Linked DNA regions of Rattus norvegicus: regions 1 and 3 are each linked to region 2. Evidence: chromatin contacts called from public Hi-C data. All regions are on one chromosome and are shown on one strand. Each heading gives the region's core, a stretch centred on a gene start, on an enhancer-like site or on the middle of the called end of the contact. The rest is flanking DNA. Distances are from core to core; before and after follow the strand shown.

What was found. A called contact is a pair of places that touch in the nucleus more often than the background predicts.
Region 1: a contact with region 2 is called in a Hi-C map of kidney, with 5 times the contacts expected there. The contact joins the promoter of Mmadhc here to the promoter of Rnd3 in region 2. A contact is called at or near these places in 9 of 12 Hi-C or Micro-C datasets (the A7r5 cell line, frontal cortex, kidney and 4 more) and 1 of 1 datasets of contacts at active chromatin or transcription factors (oligodendrocytes).
Region 3: a contact with region 2 is called in a Hi-C map of liver, with 1.6 times the contacts expected there. The contact joins the enhancer-like site here to the promoter of Rnd3 in region 2.

What each region holds. Positions count from the first base shown.
Region 1 is chr3:55,133,318-55,137,666 of GRCr8, reverse strand. Mmadhc (metabolism of cobalamin associated D) reads left to right here and starts at 1,938. Exons shown (of 8, transcript NM_001004280.1): 1 at 1,938-1,995; 2 at 2,307-2,363. The coding sequence starts at 2,355. It overlaps LOC102555425 (a long non-coding RNA gene), which reads right to left and starts at 2,044. Exons shown (of 3, transcript XR_001837105.3): 1 at 1,835-2,044.
Region 2 is chr3:55,995,298-55,999,947 of GRCr8, reverse strand. It overlaps Rnd3 (Rho family GTPase 3), which reads left to right and starts at 1,454. Exons shown (of 5, transcript NM_001007641.2): 1 at 1,454-1,788; 2 at 2,212-2,299. The coding sequence starts at 1,639.
Region 3 is chr3:55,339,809-55,344,004 of GRCr8, reverse strand. No RefSeq gene overlaps it. Among named protein-coding and RNA genes, the nearest start is that of Mmadhc, 210 kb to the right of the region's middle. Within about 2 kb of position 2,619, at least 10 of the 93 cell types and tissues checked have an H3K27ac peak or open chromatin away from gene starts, as enhancers often do. A contact at or near this core is called in liver, where this site is marked.

The DNA of each region.
Region 1 (4,349 bases), core at 689-3,188, 860 kb after region 2:
CATATAAACCCTCTATACGAGTACATTGAATGTAGTTTAACAGTTCTGCATTCTCCTTACATGTACACTAGAATTGAAGTTAAGCAAGTGGGGAGGTCAAGTCTCTCACACTGGTTAAAGAAGTAACCATGTCTCCTTGGGACATGTTGATACTGGGACTGGGATACACAGGAACATATAAAGATTCTGGAGTATCTAAATGCCAGAACTTTAAAACAATCTCAAGAAATAGTGACAAACAAAAGTATTGATGAGTACCAAAAACAAACAAACAAACAAACAAACAAAACCTATGGGGTTATGTCAAAAAGCATAGATGCCCAACTAAAAGAAACCAAAAACTGGATCAATATGAAAAACAAAATTAAAAGAATTTTAAATAAATATGAATCCACATTAATAGAAAAAAACTGAGTGCATAGACAAACGGAAGGGACAATTCTTCCACAAGACCTCCAGCTAATTTTTGAAGACACTCAGTGCTCAGACAGGTGAATGACTACCCACGCCTACAATTTGGGCCTTGTTTCCTCCTTGAATATCCAGGAAAGAGTAACCTCACCGTGGAGAAGCGTGGTTTTACCTCACCAAACTGATAACTGGTGATAAATCATATTGATAGTAAGAACCCTTGATGTGGTTGAGTACATTTTATACCATTAAGCCTAAACACTCTTACTTGAGTCAATGCACGAAAGGAACAGCAAGTTCCAGTTCAGCAAAATACCTGATGAATACTTTCTCCAACTGCTGAAGTTATTGTATTGGCCTCCATAGGCTCAGGTTTTGGGACACTTGGTCGCAAGCTTATATCGGTTGGGGGGTAGAACGTATGGCGTTGCAAGAGGAAGTATTTTAGTGAGGACGCTTTGGAGTTTTAAAAGCCACCCACCGGGCTGGGGATTTAGCTCAGTGGTAGAGCGCTTACCTAGGAAGCGCAAGGCCCTGGGTTCGGTCCCCAGCTCCGGAAAAAAAAAAAAAAAGAACCAAAAAAAAAAAAAAAAAAAAAAGCCACCCACCATCCCCAGTGAGCTCTTTGCTTTCTCCTTAGTTTCAAGATACGAACCCTCAGCTTCCGCTTTAGTCTCTACATTTACTACTTGTTGCCAACCATCCTCATCTCCCAATTTTGGAGTCTTAGACTGGTAAGCCTAAATAAACAATCCTTTCTATAAGTTACTTTGCCCGTTGTATTTGATCATCACAGCAGAAAAGTCATTAATACAGTTACCAAAATTAAAGAAACTTCAGCATTAACTATGAGGTTCTTTTTTTAAATTGGATAAGCTATATGTTATTATTGATAGATACATTATGTAATGTATGTATGTTTATCAAGCCTATTAAGAGTCTGATGCTGTCGCAGAACTGGGACAAAAAAAAAAAGTCCTCACAAACAATAGTGACAAACAGTTGTCATGCAAACAACAGAAGACAGAATCTTCTGAAAGCTGTTGGAAAGTCTAGGGGAGGATAGAGAATCTGTCGAAGGGAGTTGAAGAGTTAGTTTAATAGTTAAGAACACAAGCTCAGAGAATCCAACTTCAACTCCCAGCGCCCACATGGCAGTTCACAACCATCCGCGACTCCAGTCCCAGCAGAACCAACACTTTCTTCTGTACATATACACATGCATGCAAAAAAAAAATCATAAACAGAAAATAGTTTTTAAAATTTAAAAACAACAACAACAACAAAAATCTGTCAAAGGTACCAAAAAGTCAATGAAGCAAAGACTCAGCTAAGACTGGTGCTGAGTCCTGTAAATATTCCCAATTTGGTCCCACCCCGCCGTGATCCACCCATCAGTTTACCCAATGAAAGACTAGCTCACCTTCTGAAGCCCTGTGATCAGCCTCTACTCGAAGATCGACCGACAGCATCGATGCGCTCGGAGGCAACTACTCAGGTCTGGGCGTCAACAGCGCCTGCCTGGACCGCCATTTTGACAGTGGACGTGTTGAGGGACTGGATCAGCTGGCCGTGTGGTGACTGGTACGGATGGTTCCCACCCGCGGTCTCTTCTGCACTTTCACGGGTGACCGTGCCCCTGCTGTCGGTATTGCCCCGGTCCACCCACCTCTGCCCAGGGTTCTTCTGCTCGCGCCCCACACGGCTCCGCCCGAGCCTGCGCTCGGAGCGCAGACCTGCTGGGTTCCGCCCGGCCCGAGTGTTCCCACGGGTTCTCGGTGACGCGGGGCCCGAGGTCTGGCTTTGGGGAGGGACAAGCTAATACTGCCTGGCCCGAACCTCCGTCGGTAGAGCTTGGTCTGTCACTAGCCCGTTTTGTTTTTGCTCTCTCCCAGGGATACTTTGCAGAGGGGAAAAGTCTGCGTCCGCCTTCTTCACTAGAAATGGCCCATGTAAGTCACTCTTAGAATAAACTTGTTAGGAAATGGAGGGACGAGTTTATGATGACGTTGGCATAATGGTCGCCTTAATGTATCAGCAGTGTCGGGGAGCAGAGGGTGTGAAATTAGGTTTATATGCTTTGAAATCAGTTCAGCACATTCTATTAAATTCTGGTACGTTTGTTTCCCCAGTTTAATATTTTCATATTTTATATGCATATAATCCAATTCAATGCAAGCATCCTTTCAACAATTTTAAAAGCGATATCAGCAAATATTTAGAACGTTTTAAGCACTTTACAAAAAAACAAAACAAAAAAAAAGCCTTTGGTTAAGCTGAAGTTTTGAAGTTATTAGTATAGTAAGTGACTTTACAATTTCTATAAAAGCACAGCAAAAGTTCTTATTCACACTTACAGACTTGACTCTAAGTGCCCGAGTACTATGCACATCCTACCTAAGATAGTTCATAGGTTAAGGACATAAGAAATATGAAGGCTTCTATTAGAAGTAACACATGATGGGGCCAGGAAAGAGGGCGAAGCTGTTAGGACTACAGGCCAATACCCAAGGACCCAAGCTCCTAACACCGGCAAGACTGGTCACGACTTTCTGTAACTCCAGTTCTGGGGGACCAGTGCCCACTTCTGGGCCACATCAAACCCCAGGTACACATCCATACTTTCAGACAAACACTTTTTAAGTAGCACATAATAGTTTCTTGAAAACTTGAAAAAAGTTATCATGAGAGATCCATGCATAAGAGAAAATTGGAGTTTGAGATCCCCTAATGGGAAAACCTTTACCTTGAGTTTTTAGAGATGACTGTGGATCATCCAAGGTTTAAATTAGAAGATCAGGTGTTATATTAAAAACAAACAAACAAAAAAAAAAACTTTCCCCCGAGTTGTTTAAATATTAGGGTGTCATTTCTGCCCACCTGAGTGTAAGAAGTGCAAAGGACATAATATAGGAGGTGAAGTTGGACTGTGAGATAAAGGAATATTCAAGAATCTGGAATGCTGTACTCAGTAATTTTTCTTCATTCAAGTTGTAATGTAACCAGAGCTGTAGTAAAAAATTAATATGGCAACGATTAGTTGAGCTGGCATTTCTGTTTCGAAGTGTTTGAAGGTGTGACTGTAGAGACAAGTCCTAAGAGGAGAATACCAGTATGAGCCGAGTTTTAAGATGAATTTTTATCAACCTGCCCTGAAGGGGTGTGATATGAAGAGGCCTATGATAGTGTAAAAGGAGGGAGGTTAGGTGAAACAGGATAGTACTGTGTTTTAAATGAATATGAATTTATCAAAAAATAACAACTCTTTATTAGAATGCTGTTTATACTGAATTTAAGGTTTACCATTTAGATGTGAAAACAGAAGGGTTTTGTGTTGTCTTATATGTGTTGCAAATTCTGGGCAGGTATTACTAGTGAAATATGCATACACATATGTCTTTAACAATTTATTTAACATCCTGAGTTTTTAAAAATGTCCATATTCAGCATCTAGACAAACTGAACTTGACACTCATCTGGATATACCTATTTCAAACTTTCGCCCCCTTTTCCTGAAACTCAAAAACTTTTAATAAAATTTCCCAAGTTAGATGATTCTCAGTGAAGGCCCAGGTCTGCTTTTCTGTAAAGTCAGAAGACACTGCAACTGAGTTAGTGTGCTTAGATGGCATCAGTTATCCACAAATGGCTGTAACTGAAGATCCCTTCTTCCATGTGAAAGACATATTTCAGTGTGTCTAAGCTCTGAAACACGGACACCCATGGCTCTATGGTAACTCCTGATAATCCAGGCCGGTGATATCAGCAGTTTTTATTGTAAACGGCCAGCTGGCAAATTAGCTGAGCAATAGGCTACTGCTGATGTCATGGTGTAAGAGCAGGCATGGGCGGTACAGAAGTGAATGACTGGGTCTGTTACAGTGGAACCTTAGCTCCATCAGCTGATTGGGAAAGCATCTGACAACTCTACATTCAAT
Region 2 (4,650 bases), core at 205-2,704:
CCATGGTCAACCTGTAGGAAACACACCTGTCCACAAAGATAAAGCCAGGGTTGTCCTTTAGGGGAAGACTCCAAGGTTCTCAGGTCTGAAATAAGATAGCATTCTAGGTCCCCTAGTAATTCGCTACACATTCAGTCCCTATACTTTCCTTAAAGGTGTGTGTGTGTGTGTGTGTGTGTGTGTGTGTGTGTGTGTGTGTGTGTTTAGTATATGTGTGGAAGACAGAGGTTGGCACTAGGTATCTCCCTCAATTTCTCTTTACATTAATTTTGAGTTATGGTCTCTCACTGAATCCTAAGTTCCTCAGTTTGACTGGGTTGGCTGCCTAGCAAGCCCTAGGGATCCTCTGAGTCTGTCAGGAATGCCTCCTTATATGGGTGCTAGGGGTGAAAATCAAGTCGTGCTTGCAGACCAAGCCCTTCACAGACTGAACTATCTTCCCAGACACCGTCACTATAAATTTAATAACTGAAGCCTCCTGGCTATTGGGGTGACAGGCAACAAAGACACTGTTCTCAGAAAACGAGAGAACAAACAGTCTTTATGTTTGTCTCTTGCTGAAAGGGAGACTCGGAACGACTGGAGTACCTGAGTGGAGGAGGGGAGTTCCTGAATTTTCAACTATGGTTATGTGTGCTTTTTAAGACCAATGCCTTGATTCCTGGGCAAAGGAGGGTACAGCTCAAGGGAGCAAAGAACGCTTAGACCCCTGGTTCCAGAGTCCCCACAGTGAAAGTGACAGTTGGGGCAGGGTTTCCAATAGTTTTTGTCATCTAAGGTTTTTCTCTCCCCCTCCCCCATTCACCTTGTCATATTCCCCAGAGCCTTCGGCCCCCTCTGAAGTGGCTGAAAATGACAAGTTTCAAAAGCCAGTCCTCTACAAAGATCAAGGAAAACCAGTTCTGATGTCTAAAATAACCCAGCTATGTACCTGACACAACATTTTTTTAAAAATATTAGGTTTTGGGTTTGGTGCAACAACTTAGTTTAGCCTTTTCCCATCCAAGATTTACTTCTGTTTTATAATTTGATTGGGAAATATTTTTTTAATGTTCACAAATAATGACGAGGCTTCTGGAGACGCGCCCCTTCGAAAGCAATTTGAAAGGAATTCCAGGGCAAATTCAATGTGCACAGATACCCGCTCCCCGTCACCCCGGTCCTGAACAATCTATCCATCAGCAAATCCTGCCTGGCGCCTTCAGGTTATGCCAGAACCTAGGTCTGGAAGCCATCCTGCACGCCACCCTAGAGGGCGCGCTGCTTACACTTTCCGCCAACGAGGCGGTCGCGCTGGCTCCCAGGCTCCATAAAAGGGGAGGAGGCGGATCAGTTTCCTTCTCTCATTGAGAAAGCGGAGCGGATTGGAAGGCTGGGCGTATAAAGCCGCGCAGAGAGCGTGAAACAAAGCAGACCGATCGGAATTGGACTTGGGAAGAGATTCACGGAGTCAGGCAGAAAACTTGTTGGAGAGGAGTAAAGAGCCGCTGCCTCTCCTCCTCCAACTCCGCTGCGCTTAAGGGGTTCCCTCCGGCCTTGCGATTTATTTTTATATCCGCTTTTTATAGAGAGAAGTATATATATTTTTTTCTTCTAAAGAGAAAAATTCCTGTTCCAAGAGAAAATAAGGCAACATCAATGAAGGAGAGAAGAGCCAGCCAGAAATTATCCAGTAAATCTATCATGGATCCTAATCAGAACGTGAAATGCAAGATAGTAGTGGTGGGCGACAGCCAGTGTGGGAAAACCGCGCTGCTCCACGTCTTCGCAAAGGACTGCTTCCCCGAAGTGAGTGTGACCCGTACCTCTTTGAGGGGGGTGGCTGATGGGGTTCCCAGTCTGGGGACAGCGTCGTTTCTCTTGCTTCACTGATTTTCTTCTTGAAAGTCTTTCTCATGCCCAGCCTGTCTCTACCGTCACACTGCTGGGAAGCGAAAGTGTCCTGGAAGCCTCTAGGCTGGAACCCGCCAGCATCCTGGGCTCTTGGCCCCAGAAACTTGCTGGTTTCAGTGTGGGAGGCCGGGTGGGGAGACCTGGGTGACTCTCGGGAGGGGGCTGCGCGTTTACTGTGTAGGGAGTGTGCGGTTGGTTGTTGGTGGAGGTTTTTTAATTGGTGGCTTGGGTGTTTTTCAAGTGTTCGATATGCCGGTCATATTTTTAATAATCTCTTTGCCACCCTTCCTTCCTCTTCTGTCCCTTTCGTTCGTCCAGAATTACGTCCCTACGGTGTTTGAGAATTACACTGCCAGTTTTGAAATCGACACACAAAGAATAGAGTTGAGCCTGTGGGACACTTCAGGTAAGACTCAGCACACCGCGTGGCAGTCTGAACCGGTGCGCCCCTGGGCTCGGGATCCGATGCCCTGTCTGCTATCGTGGCTCCTTGAGGGACTTCCAGTCCCCAAGCCGCGGAAAAATGTTATCCTTTCTGGGCAGGGGCGGCAATGGGGGTGATTGTGGTCTTAGGGACAGGAGGACGCTATATGTCCGGGGTGACCCTGCTGGAGGAGCCTCTGGTGGCCGCATGGCCTTGTTTTGTCCTTCCTTGGGGCAGTGCCGGAGCGAGCCGCCAGGGTGGCTCAGTGCTGGAGCATGCAGAGCACCGTGGAACCCTCCGGCTCGCCCAGGAAGCCCCTCGTGGGTGTTATCAGCCATCTGGTCTCGGGGCAGGGGAGCAGGCTGAGCTGGGAGAAGATCCTCGAAACCCTCGGGTTGCATGCGGGTTCCGGGCTGGGGGAGATGGGTGAATGGCCGGAGCCAGCGCCCGTGACGCCTACTCTCAGGAATGCGCTGGTGGTGCCGGCAGCGGCCACCGCGGGGCCTCCGCCCCCGCAGCCTCAGTGTCACCGGCGCAGAGCGGCTTCTGCGGGCGCCGGGGGATCACTCTGTGCCAGCTCTTCGAACATACATACCACTCCCTACCCCTTTGCCTTTGCCTCTGTCTCGCCCGCCTGCAGGGCCGCAGGCAGCACCCCCTCGCCTTTGACCTTCCTGTCTACTTGAATTATTGACGCCTTGGTGGGTTCTGTCCAGAGGTCTAAGGTTCAAGGCCGGGTTGTTGCCTTCCCATGCGCCCACCCACCAACGTGGCACAGGGTGGTGGGGAGGGCAGATCTCCGCGGGCGGGAAGGCTGTCATCCCCGGCTGAGTTCGGAGCAGGGACAGTGTGGACTGAGGACTGAGCACCCCTTGGTATCCAAGCTCTAGCAAGCCTGGCCAGAGGCTCCTCAGGAGAACGCCTACTGTTAGTGGAGACCATACCTTCTCGAGCGGAGTAGAAGCTACCAATTTGGGAGGGGAAAGGCCGGTGCTGGTGGGGAGCTGGGCTGCCAGACAGATTCAGGCGAAACTGGCGAGGAGGGAGCGCACAAGCGCCAACACGCAGGGTTGCTGTCAGGCGGGGTGGCCCGAGGTGGAGCAGTGCTCAACTGGGAGTGGCCTCGTGGAGCTTCAGCGAGCTTCCCACACCCTGCGCTGGAACCTCTGAGGGACTTGGGGGATTAGACGGTGGGAGGAAGGGGCCAGACTCACAAGGTCTCCAGAGGCAGCCTCCAGCACAAAGGCTAGAAGAAAGACTAGAGGGAACTCTTGCACTGGCGCCTCTCACGGTCGGTGCCAGATGCTCAGACTGCTGCAGTGAGAAGGATGGATCCAGTTTCCCTCTGGAGAGGAGAGTCAAGCTTTTCCTTGAGCTGCGCCAAGGGCGTTTTGTGTTTTTTGTCGTTGAGATTACATACGCAATCTTGATACTATAGAGAAAGTGTTGATGGAATTCTAGTGGCTTATTACTAGTTTCTATCATCAGAATTATTACATAGTCTAGTATTTTATTAGGCTCCGGTTCTCAGACATATTATAGTAATTGTCATGCCGGACAGCTGGTGTGATACCAACAATTAGCACCAGCACCCACCTCTCTCCCACCCAGCCCAGTTTAGATTTATACTCGAGAAGAATTATTTAGGGGTGGAGTGGGGCAGTGGGTCTGATACACTCTTTGATACAAAGCTGTGTTTCAATCTTAGCTCCTGGTTACCGGGGATTTTCTGTGTGCAAATCCTCTACCTCCCTGGGTCTCATTTTCATCATCTGTAAAGAGAGGACAGACCGTTGAGCTGGATAATGTGCAAGGTCTCTCCCAGCTATGGTTCTTGGCTTTAGTGTACTGGACAGGCAGAATTTTTTTGTTTGTTTGTTTCCCAGGATGTTGGTTCCCAGCTCCTGGTCTCAGAGGATCTGGCGTCCCGTGCTGAGGTTCTCACAGTCTGCAAACCGAGCCAGATTCTGGGCTGAGCCGGGCTTCCTGGTGGATTTAGGAATGAGACTATTTGGATAAGGAAGGGGGATGGGTGGGCTCCTAGGAATGCCGGGTTATACAACTGTGTCTGAGCTCCAAGAGCCACAAGACCACCAACAGAGATTTTAGATTAGGTGCCCAAAGGCCAAACTTGCCACCTCCTTCCTTTCAAGAGAGAAAAGGCATAAGCTCTCTATGGGCTAGTAAATAAAACGGTTGCATATGAGTGCTTCATAATGAGAAGCCAATGGAAATGTCATTTCAGGTATTTTCGAGCCTTACTTAGCAACTGTATAGTTCAGTCTCTGCACATACAGCAATGTCTTGCATACAGAAGTTACCCAATAAAACCT
Region 3 (4,196 bases), core at 1,370-3,869, 660 kb after region 2:
AATGGAGTCCCAAATAGCCATGCCGAGCTGACTGATAGAGACGGAGATGAGGAGAGAAAAAGGCAATATAAACTATATTCCAAGATTCTGGAATAGAAAATCCTGCACACAGAGAGACTTCCAGGTATCTGGAAAGACGTTCCCCCTTGGATAAAAGAAACAACTAAGTATTAATCAGTGTAAAAATGCAAGGAGCTACCCCCAGTTGGGAAATACTCAATTATACACAAATTAGTATTCTCACTTCTCAGGGTAGGAATAAAAGGTGTGTGTGTGTGTGTGTGTGTGTGTGTAAGAGAGAGAGAGAGAGAGAGAGAGAGAGAGAGAGAGAGAGAGAGAGAGGAGGTGACGCAGGGGTATGCATGTGTATATATGGGTGCAGGTATGTATACACACGCAGAGGTTAGATGAAGACTGGTATTCTGTTCTTTCATTCTCTGCCTTTGTCCCTCGAGACAGGGTCTTTCACTGGTACTTAAGTTCGGTTGGTGGCCAGCAAGTCTCAACAATCCTCCTGTCTATGTCCCAACAGTACCGTGGTTACAGATCCAAGAAGCCATGCACAGTTTTGTATATGGGTCTGGGATAGTAACCTGGATACCATGTTCTCAAAACATGTGCTCTTATCTACTGAGCCATCTCTCCACTCTGGACTATTAGGTAAAGCAGTCAGGTAAAATTAGATTAAAGGTTACTTTAGTATTGCCTAACAAATTCGAAAACCAAGCCTTGAAAGGAACAATTGTTTTCCAATAACAAGCTCATGTTCCAGAACAGAGGCTAAGATTCACAGAAATTAAAGAATAATAGAAAACCATGTAATGTCTAACATACAATAAAAATTCCAGACCATGCAAAGCAATCATAAAATAACAACAGAATGAGGAGCACAATCTACCCATAAAAACTGACCAAGAAATGGCACAGATGATAAAACTGGACAAGGGTATCAAAGCATTTGTCACAACTGCATTCTGTGTGTTGAAGCAGTCACTAGACTTGGCTACCATCATGACTGAAAGATTGGTTCTTGCTTTTCACCTTCTACCTCCCTATTTAGATATTATGAAAAGGGATCCAGCTGTAACAATGAGAAAAATCAATCTTTTCCAATATCAGGCTGAGCGCTCTCGCTCTCGCTCTCGCTCTCGCTCTCGCTCTCGCTCTCGCTCTCGCTCTCGCTCTCGCTCTCGCTCTCGCTCTCGCTCTCGCTCTCGCTCTCGCTCTCGCTCTCGCTCTCGCTCTCGCTCTCGCTCTCGCTCTCGCTCTCGCTCTCGCTCTCGCTCTCGCTCTCTCTGTCCTGTTGCTTATGTAAAACAGGAAGCAACTCTTTTTTTTTATTAACTTGAGTATTTCTTATATACATTTCGAGTGTTATTCCCTTTCCCGGTTTCCGGGCAAACATCCCCCTAATCCCTCCCCCTCCCCTTCTTTATGGATGTTCCCCTCCCCATCCTCCCCCCATTGCCGCCCTCCCCCCAACAATCTAGTTCACTGGGGGTTCAGTCTTAGTAGGACCCAGGGCTTCCCCTTCCACTGGTGCTCAGGAAGCAACTCTTAAGTAGTGAAATAAAGCCTGGAGAGTAAAATAGAAAACAAAGCCAACATTCTTGCATAATGAGAACAGGACTATGGGCTGGCTGAATACACTTTGCCCCTGGGACCAACTTCTTGAACACATCAGTCCAGCACCTTCGTCCTAAGAACCTTCATCCCACTGCATCCTGTGAGAACCTTGAGTTCTCAGTACCTCGCATGCTCTGGAAGCTTTACTCCAGCTTGAACTCTTTAGGAAGACACTCTCCTCCCTCAGATCAAAGTCCCCACAGTTAAGATTACATCGGAATTTACAGCAGAACATTCTTTCTCTCATGTGGTTGAGGAAAAGAAAGAGTGTCACCCTTCCTTTTTAAAAGATGATTCAATCCTTTAAGACTTCATGCTTTTTAGTGGTCATTTTATAGGAAATTTTGAAGAGCTTCGATGAATTCCATTAAAATGAAACATACATGGAAAGGAATTCCCTCCTCCTAAAGTGGTTCCATGATATTCATTTGACTCTCACATCAATTAGGCTCTTAGTCACCCTTTTAAGACACAGTTTGGTGGGGTATCTTCTGTGGCCTTCACGTGTTGTTCTAACAGTGGGCTGATGGGCTCACGCATTACTACCAGTCTTTCTTTCACTCTCAGAATCTTTCTCACCAAGTGGAGCTGAAGGTCTGGATGCTACTAATCTACTTGTCTTTGGTTCTTGGCGCTTGCATTATTGAAAGTCTGATTTGAATAGCTTCCAACAGCACACTGTTATTTGGGTTTAACTAACTAACTATAAAGGCATTTCAGAATTGTCACTATGGTGGAGCTTAAGTGAAAGAATTTAATTGATTTTGAAAGCACATAATACACACACACACACACACACACACACACACACACACACACACCAGTGAAGGGAAAGCCCCAGTTTCAGAAAAAAAGTTGAAATTTCACCATAATCTAGAGAAGGCCTCATCTCTCATGTGGACAATAGACTGAGATCCCAAGTTCAGAGGTCAAGGTAAAAGCTTCGGAGGTTTGAAATGTGTGGCTCCACTCGGCAGCAGCTGCTTCTTGGCTCCTCTCCCAGTAGCTTCAGCACTAAGACTAATGGCTAAGAAAACACCAGGAGGTCAGTAAGTAAGAGCTTGTAAAGGGACTATATCTGAATACAGACCAAAGGAGGGAAGGAATCTTCCCGTGGAAGACATTAGATCAGATCTTCAAAGAAATTCTGTATATGCTTTGCATTTCTATCCACGCTTGCTCATTTCTAGTCAGCTCACAGGCAGAGAAAAGGGAAGTGTAGAAAGTGCTAAAAACAGCCACCTGAAATATTTCAACACCTCAGTGTCCTGGGTAACCAGTAACACAGTGGCCAAACAGATGACGTGGGGTCATATTCCAGAGACTGAGCGCATAATGCATCTTAGAAACAGAAACAAGGCTTTTATAGCCACGGCGGGAAGTGGTAATGATGGCATGCTCATCTCCTCGAACATGTGCCCAACCCAGGATTTGCATATAAATGCTTACAGTGGCCTTGGTCAGGGTAGCCTCAACCAACGTTCCTGGTCTTCAACAGGTGGATGCCTAAACAAATTGTAGTAAATATAGATTACAGGACAAAAGAGAAAAGAGAGTAAGACAAGAAGCCAAGCTTCCTGCGTATACGATGGCCTGGAAAATGGTAAAATTGGCATAGTTCATAAAACCATTCAGACACCAAGAGTGCAAGTGACATGCTATTTACATGAGAGTCTATGAAGGAAAATATAGCGAATCCGTAGGGTGAGCAGCTGGGGAGAGCATGCAGCTGTCCACTGCAAAGGTCTAAGCGCATTTTGGGATGGCGACGACGTCCTTCACACTGATTGGTGCTGGTTATAAAAACTACAGACTTCACCTTTCAGATGGGTCCTCCATTTTGTTGTAGGACATTCCACTTCAATAAAATAGAGTTTTAAAAAATGGGATGTATTTGCTTAACTAGGAGAGAAGGCTAATATTTAAATAATTCTTTGATAGACCATTCAAAAATCAATAGAAACGGATTTAAAATATGGAAAATATTTGGTGATATAGCATCACTCATGTTCTTTTTAATGTAAAACATGTTTATTTCCTCCAAAAGTTGAGGAAGCAACTTCTTCCAAGGCCTAAGGTGGATTACGGTTAGGCTTTTGTGAAAGACAGTGAAAGAGCTGGAATGTTCGGAGTTGCTGACCGGACAGAGTCCAGTCTTGACTCAAACATTATTAAGCAATAATTCCATGTTGCCCGCTGAGTCAGTTTCTCCATCTTCTGCTCGGGAGGGTTTTTCATCTAGCAGTGGGAAATACTGTGTAGTCCTGAAGTCAGCCTTGCATCTCACCACAAAGGGATGGATGAAAACAAACCCCCCACCCCCCGTGACTCTGTGGACTTAGCATCCTTGCTCTCCCACAGGTCATCTACTTCTGCTAAGGAAAACAAATAAGGAGACATCCAAGTAATGGACAGCAAGAGACAAGATTCTCTCAAGCTCTACAGAAGAAACAACTGCAAAGGTTGCTCTTTCATGAAGAGAGTAGAACATATCATCCCTCAACACTTCCCCTGGATAACACTGGAATTGATTACCTGGTAGGCACATAAAAAGAGCCTAAAAGTTGCTG